2 separate regions of the Hordeum vulgare genome follow, and region 2 is linked to region 1. The links are chromatin contacts, called in public Hi-C maps. All regions are on one chromosome and are shown on one strand. Each heading gives the region's core, a stretch centred on a gene start, on an enhancer-like site or on the middle of the called end of the contact. The rest is flanking DNA. Distances are from core to core; before and after follow the strand shown. Region 1 holds the start of LOC123447934 (protein CELLULOSE SYNTHASE INTERACTIVE 3). Region 2 has its middle 93 kb from the start of LOC123447935.

Region 1 (5,349 bases), core at 901-3,400:
TCAATTAGCTTATTGGGTGTTGGGTCTTTTCCAATGCATTTTTTACTTCACTTCATAATTTGTCCTAAATTTTCTATATGCACACTTTTCACCGGACGGAGGGAGTAGGTACCATATTCACAATAACAATATATTGCCAAGAATGATAGACATAGACATGTTGAAATATAAAAATAAATAAAATGAAAAGAAGGAAAGTACACATTAGACTTGTAGACACCCATTGCGCACTCTAATCTCTTTTACTCCACTCACATTAATTCAAAGTTCTAGTTTTGTACGAAATAGATTTTCTCTCTTTCAACTAAGTCTATAGACAAATACACTAAAACATACACGATCAGGTAGATAATTCAAACAAAACCTCTCGCGTCGCCTCTAGGGGGGCGACTCGGGCGCCCTAGCCGCCGCCGCCCTCGACCTCCCTCCTCCCCTGCTTCCCCGCCGCCGCCGGAGGAGGCCGGCGATCTTCGCTCGTCCGGCGGACGGCGGACGACGGGCCTTCCTCCCTTTTTCACGAGGGGATCCTCTGGCTGAGATGCGACGGCGTCCCTGGACGTACGGCATGGAGGCGGAGTTGGCGCGCTCGGGCGGCGGCCCGATGGGATCCTGGCGGCGCTGCGGGGGCTGCCGGCGGATCTGGGGTTCACAACCCCAGACCGGTTCTCCTTCTTGGATGATGCTGGATTTGAACAAGGTGGTGGCGCCATTCCCTTCGTCAGGGATGACGGTCAGGTGGTGGGTTCTTGTGGCGTTGCCGGTGGCGGCGGATCTTGGGATCCTGCTCCCGGGGACGTCGCAGGATGTGGTGGCCCGTGCAGGAGAGATGGGTTCTTCGAACAGATCTGGGTAAAAGCTTGCTTTCGGCTACTGCCAAAGCCGGCGATGGCGGCGTTGTCTAGGTCGTTTCCTTCCTGAAGGCATCGCCGAGGAGAAGTTCAAGGCTGCTCTTTGCTACCTCCGAGGAAACCCTAGATCAGTAGATCGGATGACGGCGACGCTCTGGTGTCGTTTCCCTCTTGGGGGTATCATTCATGGAGGTACACACGGGCTCGAGGGATCATTGGTCGGCATCAACGGTGGAGCGGCATTCCTTGTGACACATCGATGTCGTGGAGTCTCGGCAGCGAGGCGCAGCAAAGTCTCGGCGACGGATGCATGATGATGAGCGCGCGTAGGGAGGATGCGCTGTTTGGCGCTGTGGGGGCATCGACGGCAAGCCTTGCAAGGTCGATGCGTCAGTAACTCTTCTGAAGATGGATTGATGGAAAGCGGCGGCGACGACCTATGAGGGTGCGTTGGACCGGTTTGTGCCCCTGACCCGGTATGTGGCTCAGTCGGGGCCTCCGGCTTTAGATGTTAGTCTAGGTGAGAGGTGTGGGTATGTGGCTCACACTTTCTGCACCCCTTCATCATTGGATAGGAGTAGCGATAGATATTGCCAAGAGGACGGCTTCAGATATATTGATGTATTGCTTTGTAAGATCTTTGTGAATAATTAATAAAATGGTTGCATGCATCTTTCAGATGCAGAGGCCGGGGGTCATCCTCCTTTTCTAAATTTTTTTCTTAATGGGTCTAAAGAAACTATTTTTACATGATACATGTTTACATGATTTCGGTTAACTTAACAATCTAGAATTTAAATTAGTATAGAATACGCTACATCACATTTTAATCCCAAGGTGGATTAAGAGCCTGTCTCTTTGAGCAAATGTGTTTACAGGAACACCCTACCCACTTGCTTAGAGAATCTTCATCAGTTTATGTAAGAATCTCCCCGTAAAACCACTTTTATGGGGCACAGTAAAGTTTAGAGGAAGTTGTCCGACGAGGTCGTTTCCCAGTTAATGTAAAATCCCTCTAAATCTGTCTTCTTCTATTATCACTAAAAATGTGCTCGTTTATGAAAATTGTTGAAGAGAATTTTCTGACCCAACTTCACGCAAACAGTGACTATTTTACTTACTGACACGGTTGAAGGTGCTGTAAATGCTTCCACTACCGCTGCGTAGTACGACAGCGATCTGCCCGTTACTAAAAGAGGAACGCAGTTAATTTCCACTTGACACAGCCCAGGCGTCCGTCCATGTCCGCTGCCGTAATAACGCGACAATGACGGGAGTGATCCGCAAAAGACCCACCCCTCTCTCTCCCTCCCTCCCCACTTCCCCTGTTCCAAAAAGCTTTCGCATCTCTCTCTCTCTCTCTTCACAGTTCACACCCACACTGCGCGGCACAGTGGGCGAGTGGGCGCGAGACCAAGCGTCGCCTCCTCCTCTCCTCCGCCTCGGTCTCGCCGCCGGACGTCTTCGCCTGCCGCCGGTGAGCCCCCCCCCCTCCCCCGGTCTCGTTCGTCGATCTCTGGCCAGGCGCGCCCGGCAGGGGGCTGCTGCCTGCCCGTGGCGGCGCCCAATTCCGAGCGATTCGCGCTGGTTCTAGGGGGTATCGCGTTGCTTTTCGTTGAAGCCTGGCGGTCGGGATCTCGCCTGCGATGGCCCCGTTGGCGAGGCGGTGGAGGTGGGCGGAGGGATTTCGGGTGGTTCGCGTGATCGGGTGGTGGTCCGCCGTCGCTTGTCGCTCCGCAGTGGCGCGAGGAGCGATCTGGGGCAGGCCGTAGTTAGGTGCGCTCGGGGGGGAGTAATTCTCGAGGAATTCTGTCGCGACCCGCTCTTCTGTTTCTCTGTTCATCAGCCTTTAGTTAGCCATTATAGTGTCTTGTTTTGAAGGCCATGGTCCGATCTTACCATACTGTAGAAAAGGCGTGCTTTTCACTGGGTCATGGTCTGTGTAATATAAATAAACAGTGCTCGGTTGAGGCGGCCACTCTCTATTGGGATTTCAGGAGTAATTGAACTCCCCACCACGTGGAATGGTACAATTTTGCACTCACGCCTGTCTTAAACTCGTTTACTGCTAGTATGGTCGTTCCTATCCCCGTGCATTGGCAGCTCTGGTCGACAGTTTTTTTTTCTTTGGCATTTGCAACACCTTCTGCCGCTGGGGGCTGTCCTCCCTCAAATTTGCTGAAATTAGGGAAGACACCTTTTTCGTGAAGCTAGACACAGTTGCCCGGGTTGTTTGGAGCTAATTGCTATATGCAATTGGACTTTGGAAGTGTGTGCTTTTTCGTGAAGCTAGACACAGTTGCTCGGGTTGTTTGGAGCTAATTGCTACATGCATTTGCACTTCGGAAGTGTGTGCCACCCGCGTAGGTGTCATTGCAGCTGAGGTGTGCAAGGAATCTCGCCACTGAAGTATACTTGCATGGAACTGGGGCATACGATGATAGATCATGGTCGATAATTTTGTTTCTCATCTTTGACAGTTAAGTCGGAAAGTAAAAAAATTTGGGATCTGAATTTCCTCATGACGATTTACATCAACTGTAATTTTTTGCATGTTAGAACTGGATCTGCTGACCATGGCTATCTTTTAATATTGCACTCATAAATTAACATGATTATGATATTATCTTGGTATCCACATGTTATATCATATAAGTGGTTACCTTTCCACCCTTCTGGTATAATGTAAGTTAATTTGAAAAATTGATGACACAAGCTGGCAATATTACTTTTTTATGTTGAATACGTCCAGTTTGTCTTGCAGGAGGACATATAAAACAATTAAGATTGTAAACGTTGGTAACTGTTCAATCATGCCGATATCCAACTCAACGGAACCTCGAGATTCTCGAGACCCTACTTCACCTGCGCCATCCACGTCATCTTCTAGATCAAGGTATACAAGATCTCAATTTTTACTGTTAAAAAAAAGATCTCAATTTTTACTGTTAAAAAAAAGATCTCAATTTTCTCATTGTCTTATTATTATGTTTATTACACTGGAAGTTTTCATGGAATCAGCAAAATTAGCTTGCTTTGTTTGTGTTGCTATATCCTTGTCTAGCGACCCTTCATTTCATTTTAAGCATTTAGTCCTCTCTTTATTATTCATAATTTTTTAACTATTATTGCTTATTCTTTATATAGGGAAGCATGCAATCTTGCAGAAGTTGATGACCCTGAAAGTGCAATGTCCACTGTTGCTCGATTGCTGGAGCAGCTACATGGTAGCTTGACATCACTGCCAGAGAAGGAAGTGGCAATCAAAAGATTACTTGAACTTGCCAAGGCGAAGAAGGATGCAAGGATTTTGATAGGTAGCCATTCTCAGGCCATGCCATTATTTATATCTATCCTTAGAAGCGGGGCATCTTCAGCCAAAGTAAATGCTGCGGCCCTGCTTAGTGCACTCTGCAAGGAAGAGGATCTGCGTGTCAAGGTTCTCTTAGGAGGTTGCATACCACCCTTGCTCTCTCTCTTGAAGTCTGAATCTGCTGAAGCAAAGAAGGCTGCCGCTGAGGCTATTTTTGAAGTGTCTTCAGGGGGTCTTTCGGATGATCACATCGGCATGAAAATATTTGTGACAGAAGGCGTTGTGCCGACTCTTTGGGATTTGCTCAATCCTAAGTCACGCCAAGATAGAATAGTTGAGGGCTTTGTGACTGGGGCTTTAAGAAATCTCTGTGGAGATAAAGATGGTTATTGGAAGGCCACACTTGAAGCGGGTGGAGTAGAAATTATTACCGGTCTTCTTTCATCCAAAAATACTGCTTCGCAGTCAAATGCTGCCTCCCTCTTGGCACGGTTGATTTCTGCTTTCAGTGATAGCATTCCCAAAATCATAGCTGCTGGGGCTGTTAAGGCCCTTCTTCAGCTTCTGAATCGAGATGATGACATTGCTGTTCGTGAAAGTGCAGCTGATGCTTTGGAGGCCTTATCTTCCAAGTCTACCATTGCAAAGAAAGCTGTGGTCGATGCAGGCGGCCTCCCTGTTTTGATTGGAGCTGTTGTAGCGCCCTCAAAAGAGTGCATGCGAGGGGTTACCTGCCATTCTCTACAAAGCCATGCCGTTTGTGCTTTATCAAATATTTGCGGTGGAGCCACTTCGTTGTTGCTTTACCTGGGAGAGCTTTGCCAATCACCCCGGTCAGCTGTGTCCCTTGCTGACATTCTTGGAGCACTTGCATATACGCTGATGGTGTATGATGGCACTGATGGTAAATTCTTTGATCCTGTTGAGATAGAAAGCATTTTGGTTGTGCTCCTGAAATCCCATGACAGTAAGCTTTTGCTTGATCGTATTCTTGAAGCTTTAGCAAGTCTATATGCAAATGCATGTTTCTCTGGCAGACTTGATCACTCAAATGCAAAGAAGGTTCTTGTTGGGCTGGTCACTATGGCTACCGACGATGTTCAAGACCATCTTGTTCATGCCTTAACTAGCTTGTGCTGTGATGGTTTTGGATTGTGGGACGCTCTTGGAAAGAGAGAAGGAGTTCAG
Region 2 (5,349 bases), core at 1,651-4,150, 180 kb before region 1:
CAACAAAGATAATATTGCATATTTGTTTTCACTATTTTTGTAACATGAATATTGTTGCGAAAACAAAATTGCAACATCAATGATGTTATAGAAAATATTTGCAAACTTTTTCGTCTTCATATTTTTGCAATACAAGTGTTGTTGTGAAAAGTAATTTGTAACACACCTGATGCTACGAAACTTAAAGAAAAACACAAAGGACGCACGTCGTACAGAGTAGGCGATGGATCGCTCATATGCAATCCGCCGGCTGAACATAAGTTTTTTCTTTAAAATAATGAAGCTATTGGACATATGATGCAATAACTCATGAGGTACGATCACACGCTAGTTGCTAGCAACTCGGCCTTAAAGCGTCTCTAAGAGATCGTGTAGATGCAACACGCAATTTTTTTTTACAGCGCGCATAACGGTTATTTTTGCGCGCGCACAGTCAGTTGCTTCATGAGGTGTTGTAAAAAATTTACGCGTCATTGTACCGTTTTAGTAGGCGCTGTAAAATCGAGCACATGCGTTCAGCAGAGACAATATTTTACATTTAGTGTCAAATAAAGAAGATCAAACAAACACAACATAATTTATTAAAAATAGTTAATTATTATTACAACTGAAACAAATAATTAAACTTTAATACAACAAATAGTTTCGAGAAATACAATAAATGTTTAGTACAACAAACATACAACATCATGCGTTTTGTCGCACATTTCATATCCACCACTCCTCGACTAGATCCTTCTGAAGATCATCATGCGTTTCGACACGTCGAATGGCATGATAGAAGACAACAAAGCGGGCCACCCTCTCGATCCCCCACCGCGCTCGTACGGGATGTCCCAACAACTCATACTAAGAATAGTCTAAATCTTGCCCACGCTCGTTCTCGATGATCATATTATGCATAATCACACAATCGTCCATGATGTATCAAAGAATATTTTGATCCCAATATCTAGCCGGTCTTCTCACAATAGGAAATTAGGCTTGCAAAATCCCAAAAGCTCTCTCCACATCTTTCCTAGCCGCCACCTGAGCATTATGGAAATCAAGATTTTTCTTACCTCCCAGTTTTTTCAACGGCTTCACAAATGTTTGCCACCTTGGGTAGATGCCATCCGCAAGATAGTAGACATAATTTTATGTATGGTCATTTGCTACAAACTGCACCGCTGACAGTTCACAGTTTGCAATACTATTCATGAGTGGTGACCGCTGAACAACATTGACATCGTTCAAATATCCTCGCATTCCGAAAAAAGCATGCCAAACCCAAGTCTCCTGATCGGCCACCGCTTCAAGGATTGTAGTGACATCTTTTTTCTGGCCGTGAAATTGTCCTTGTCGTGCCTTAGAACAGTTCTTCCAACTCCAATGCATACAATCTATTAAGCCAAACATACTTGGGAACCCACAAGCTTTATTCATCTTCAAAAGCCTTGCGGCGCCTTGAGCATTGGGAGCTCTCAAATATTTCAGACCAAACACTTGCACGATTCCAACCGCGAAGCGTTTCACACACATGATGGCTTGTCTCTCACCCATGGCCAAGTGATCATCAACTAGATCCGCCGAAATGCCGTATGCCAACATACGCAAAGCGGTTGTCACCTTTTGAAAGGTGCTATGGCCGAGTTCTTCGGCGGCATTCCTCCTCTGCTGAAAAAACCAATCATGGCTCGCCAGTCTATCTGCAATGTGTTTGAACAACTCGATATTCATCCTAAACGACGTCGAAAGTAGGACTCGAGGTATGTGAGAATCTCCGCAAAATAGTTTCTCATCAATGTGTTGTGGGCTTTGACCCTTTCCCTCCACAATTTCTGGCGACCAAATATCGAACAACCGTGCTTCGGCTTTTTGTTGATATGCATAGCTAGGATCATTGCGAGGTCCTCTTCCTCTTCAAGATCAAATTCTTCATTAAAAGAATCGTGGGATGAACTCATCTACAAATTTGAATTCAAACTAAAATTTAACACCACAAACAGCATACTCCAAAATCATCTACAAAAATGAAGTTTAGTAGCAATATATACCTTGCAAGCGCTTTATCAAACACCTTGTGGACGCCGAGCTGCAAACCCCCGCCGGACGCTGTTTGTCGATGGAACGGGGCGCTCCAGGAGCGGCCGCAGCGGAGGAAGCGGCGGCGGCCATCGGAGAAGAGGGGGAAGCGACGCGTGCGGTGAGGAACGACGGGGGAGGGGAGCGCCGACAGGGTCGCTGGAGAGGATGGGAAAGTCCCGCGTGCGAGGGAGCTTTCAGATCCGATGGTTGATGGACATTCATGCGGACGAATTACTGTTCAACGTGCGGTACTGGATGCTGGGAAAATGTAGCACGCGTATGCGGTTTTGTTCGACCTGCACTAAGAAGCCTTTTGTGAGACACAACTTATTCAGTGCGTTTGTTGGAAATACTCCTGCATCGACGATCGACGGGGCACGGCCAAGTTCGAGTCCGTCACATTCGATTAATAGGTTATTACGGGTACTACTCTGACGGAGTAATTATATTGTACCGTATTGCATTGCACTTGCCGAGCGAAGCAAACAGTCTACGGTCCCATTTTCTAGTTGAAACCGTACACCGCACCAATTTTTTGAGCAGGAAATTCGCCGTGGTACGTCTCATGTTCTACACTCAGGAAAGGTGGCCGTGATTTTGTCACGCTGCCGGACCGGGTCCCGGCCACTCTGTCCCAACTCCCAAAGCGGGCCTCGCCTCGCCGACGACGCGGCCCCACGGCGGGCCTGCTAGTTGCCGTTGCGAGCACGTGAGGGAAAGCAGCCCCCACGCGCCTAACGCCACTGGAAAGGCGCTGTAGCGGGCCCGGCGCCTGACGTCACTGGAGATTGGAGTGGGCCCCGCCGAGCCCGAGCGGGCGGCCGTTGGATCTGCGGGACCGGACGCTTACGCGTGGGCCCCAGGATGAACGAGCGCCCCTTGACCCGGGTGTCAGAGAAGGCTATCTACCTCCGAGACGTTGGTCGCCAGGAGGGTAATTAGCTGCTTTGCAGATTAGTCCTTCCGTCATGGCTGTATTTCGTTCGTGGAGGCATCTCTGACTGCGGCCGTACCAGATCACCACCAGCTAATGCTTGTCGTTTCCGCGATGCGTTCTGTTCCTTTGCTGAAAAGGAAATTCCTTCGCTTCTCATCTCACCTCCGAGCAGAATATTGTTGATTCCACGCATTTCACGCTGTTAAATTTCCTCACCTTTTGAAAAAATAGTACACGTACACGTGCAATACACGTCTTTATGTGTAATAATCAACGCAAGTGTAACGAATGTTTTTGTTAGGATATAAATATATATTTTTTATATGTAATAATCAAAAAAGTGGATTCTTCATCGCATTAATGGGTACAATTTAACGAAGGCTTTATTTTATAAACTGTCGGATTTAGTTGTAGCGACCTCGCCTTCAACCAATGGAAAAATATAATATAATAAAAAATAACAAAGCAATGAGTTTAAGTTTGCAAATACGTTTATTTTGATGTACTATTTATTTATTGAATTAGCTAACTTGAGCATAACAGAAGGGAAAATTATATTGTGATGTCATTGCTCATCTCATCGGTTGGTTGCTAATCTAAATGCCATCATTATTAGTGGCTTCACTTGGATGGTGATCAACAATCCCATAATGCTATAGAAGGAAATATGCGGAGAAGCCTCATCAAATTTGCACCATGTAATTTTAAAGAGAAATCTATTAATTTATTCTTTCATATATAAGAATTAAATTATCTATTACCTCTGTCTTGAATTATTTGTTTTAGATTTATCGATATACAGATGTATCTAACATGTGCCGTGTGTGGACAAATTTAAGATATGTAATTCGACACGAAGGGAGTATGTAATAAGAAATAGCATGGCTATCATGTCAAGTGAAAGAAATTTCCAGGAGGTAGCGTGCAGCTATGTCGCCAATTAAAGCAGTACATGTACATGTTCCTCTTCGTATTTTGTACATGGGTAAAATTGCCTCTTGGGCCAACTACTCGTTTCATTTCTTGCCACCCGCGCTGCACTGATCCCAGCCACCGACTCCTTCACTTCTCCGGGAACTGCTACACTCGACTGTTGCACCGTTGCCTCCCGTGCTTGTCCGAGGAACCGTTTCCGTTGCTCTAGACCACTGCCAGCAATGCTGCTCGTGGGTGCCACCTCCACTGCTACTTTCGGCTGTAGGTTCCCAGTATTCTCTTGGCCTTGTTCACCAATAGGTTCTTGCCGCTAGTGCTCGGTGTTGGTGATGCCAACAATGGCCAAGAGCAATGATATGGATAACAGAAAATGAAGATGATGCGTGGTTGCACCGACTTGTGTATTTGTAGAAACAAAAGATAATTATCGTGACTAACTAAAAAGTAGAAGGGCTAAAAGAAATCCAATAATCATAAAATAAGAGAAAGCTATAAAGTGGGACTCGTGAATAAGTTTGCCACAATAAACTAGATGAAACAGTAGATAAGCCGCAACTAAAAATTTCTAAACTCTCGCACTAAAATAACCTACACAATTACTCAAAGTTGCGACACCTTGATACAAAACAGTTTGGTGCTTTTCTTTGATGACATCTCTTAAACACCACTTTCGTAGTTGGTGTATACTCTAGACTAGTGACGACAGATTGTCTATTGGCCATTTCGGAAAGTGTGTAATCCACTTTCGAAGACATTGATAAATACTACAGTTATGATAAGCTGCTTTCAAATTCATTATAGCCTACACAATTCTCGTCGCGTTTTGCTAGGATAACAATGAGAACCCAAAAATAGAGACATAAAAAACTCAGTTTACATCTAATACATGAAATAGTATTGGGTATATTTGGTGTGAACCCCATTTAGCACTTCCATAAATTGGCATGGCCCGACCAAAAGGGCATGACCAAGATATTGGAAAGTCTCCATTGTTTGGTTTGTAGCCATGGCACCTACCATTCTTTGTTGAAAAAATCATAGACATCCACTTGGTTTGAAGCCAAATTGCTTCAAAACATTTGGCAACATACATGAGGATCTGTTTATGATTTGGTACTGAAATTCAGACTTTCAGTGATGAGGCAACAAAAGACAGCTAATTAGGTATGTTAAGGGAGTACAACATTTAATAGTATAGATGCAATCAAGACTAATTGCAGTTTTGGACGACATGATTTTATACATGTATTATTCAGCCCATACCTTGTTAATAACATCCAACCTAATGTACCAAGCATGCATCAACTTTGTTGCCTCATTAGTTCAATTCATGTACTACTAGCAAGAGGTATGGATGCAATTTCAACCTTCAATAAAAATGACAAAGGATCCATCACGTTTAAAGTTAG

Evidence for each region. Hi-C and Micro-C count contacts between places; a contact is called where the count stands out from the background.
Region 2: a contact with region 1 is called in a Hi-C map of leaf, with 2.9 times the contacts expected there. The contact joins the enhancer-like site here to the promoter of LOC123447934 in region 1. A contact is called at or near these places in 2 of 6 Hi-C or Micro-C datasets (both in leaf) and 1 of 1 datasets of contacts at active chromatin or transcription factors (embryo).

The regions. Positions count from the first base shown.
Region 1 is chr4H:76,712,623-76,717,971 of MorexV3_pseudomolecules_assembly, reverse strand. LOC123447934 (protein CELLULOSE SYNTHASE INTERACTIVE 3) reads left to right here and starts at 2,150. Exons shown (of 7, transcript XM_045124669.1): 1 at 2,150-2,325; 2 at 3,601-3,744; 3 at 3,996-5,349. The coding sequence starts at 3,662.
Region 2 is chr4H:76,893,147-76,898,495 of MorexV3_pseudomolecules_assembly, reverse strand. No RefSeq gene overlaps it. Among protein-coding and RNA genes, the nearest start is that of LOC123447935, 93 kb to the left of the region's middle. Within about 2 kb of position 2,900, at least 3 of the 3 cell types and tissues checked have open chromatin away from gene starts, as enhancers often do. A contact at or near this core is called in leaf, where this site is marked.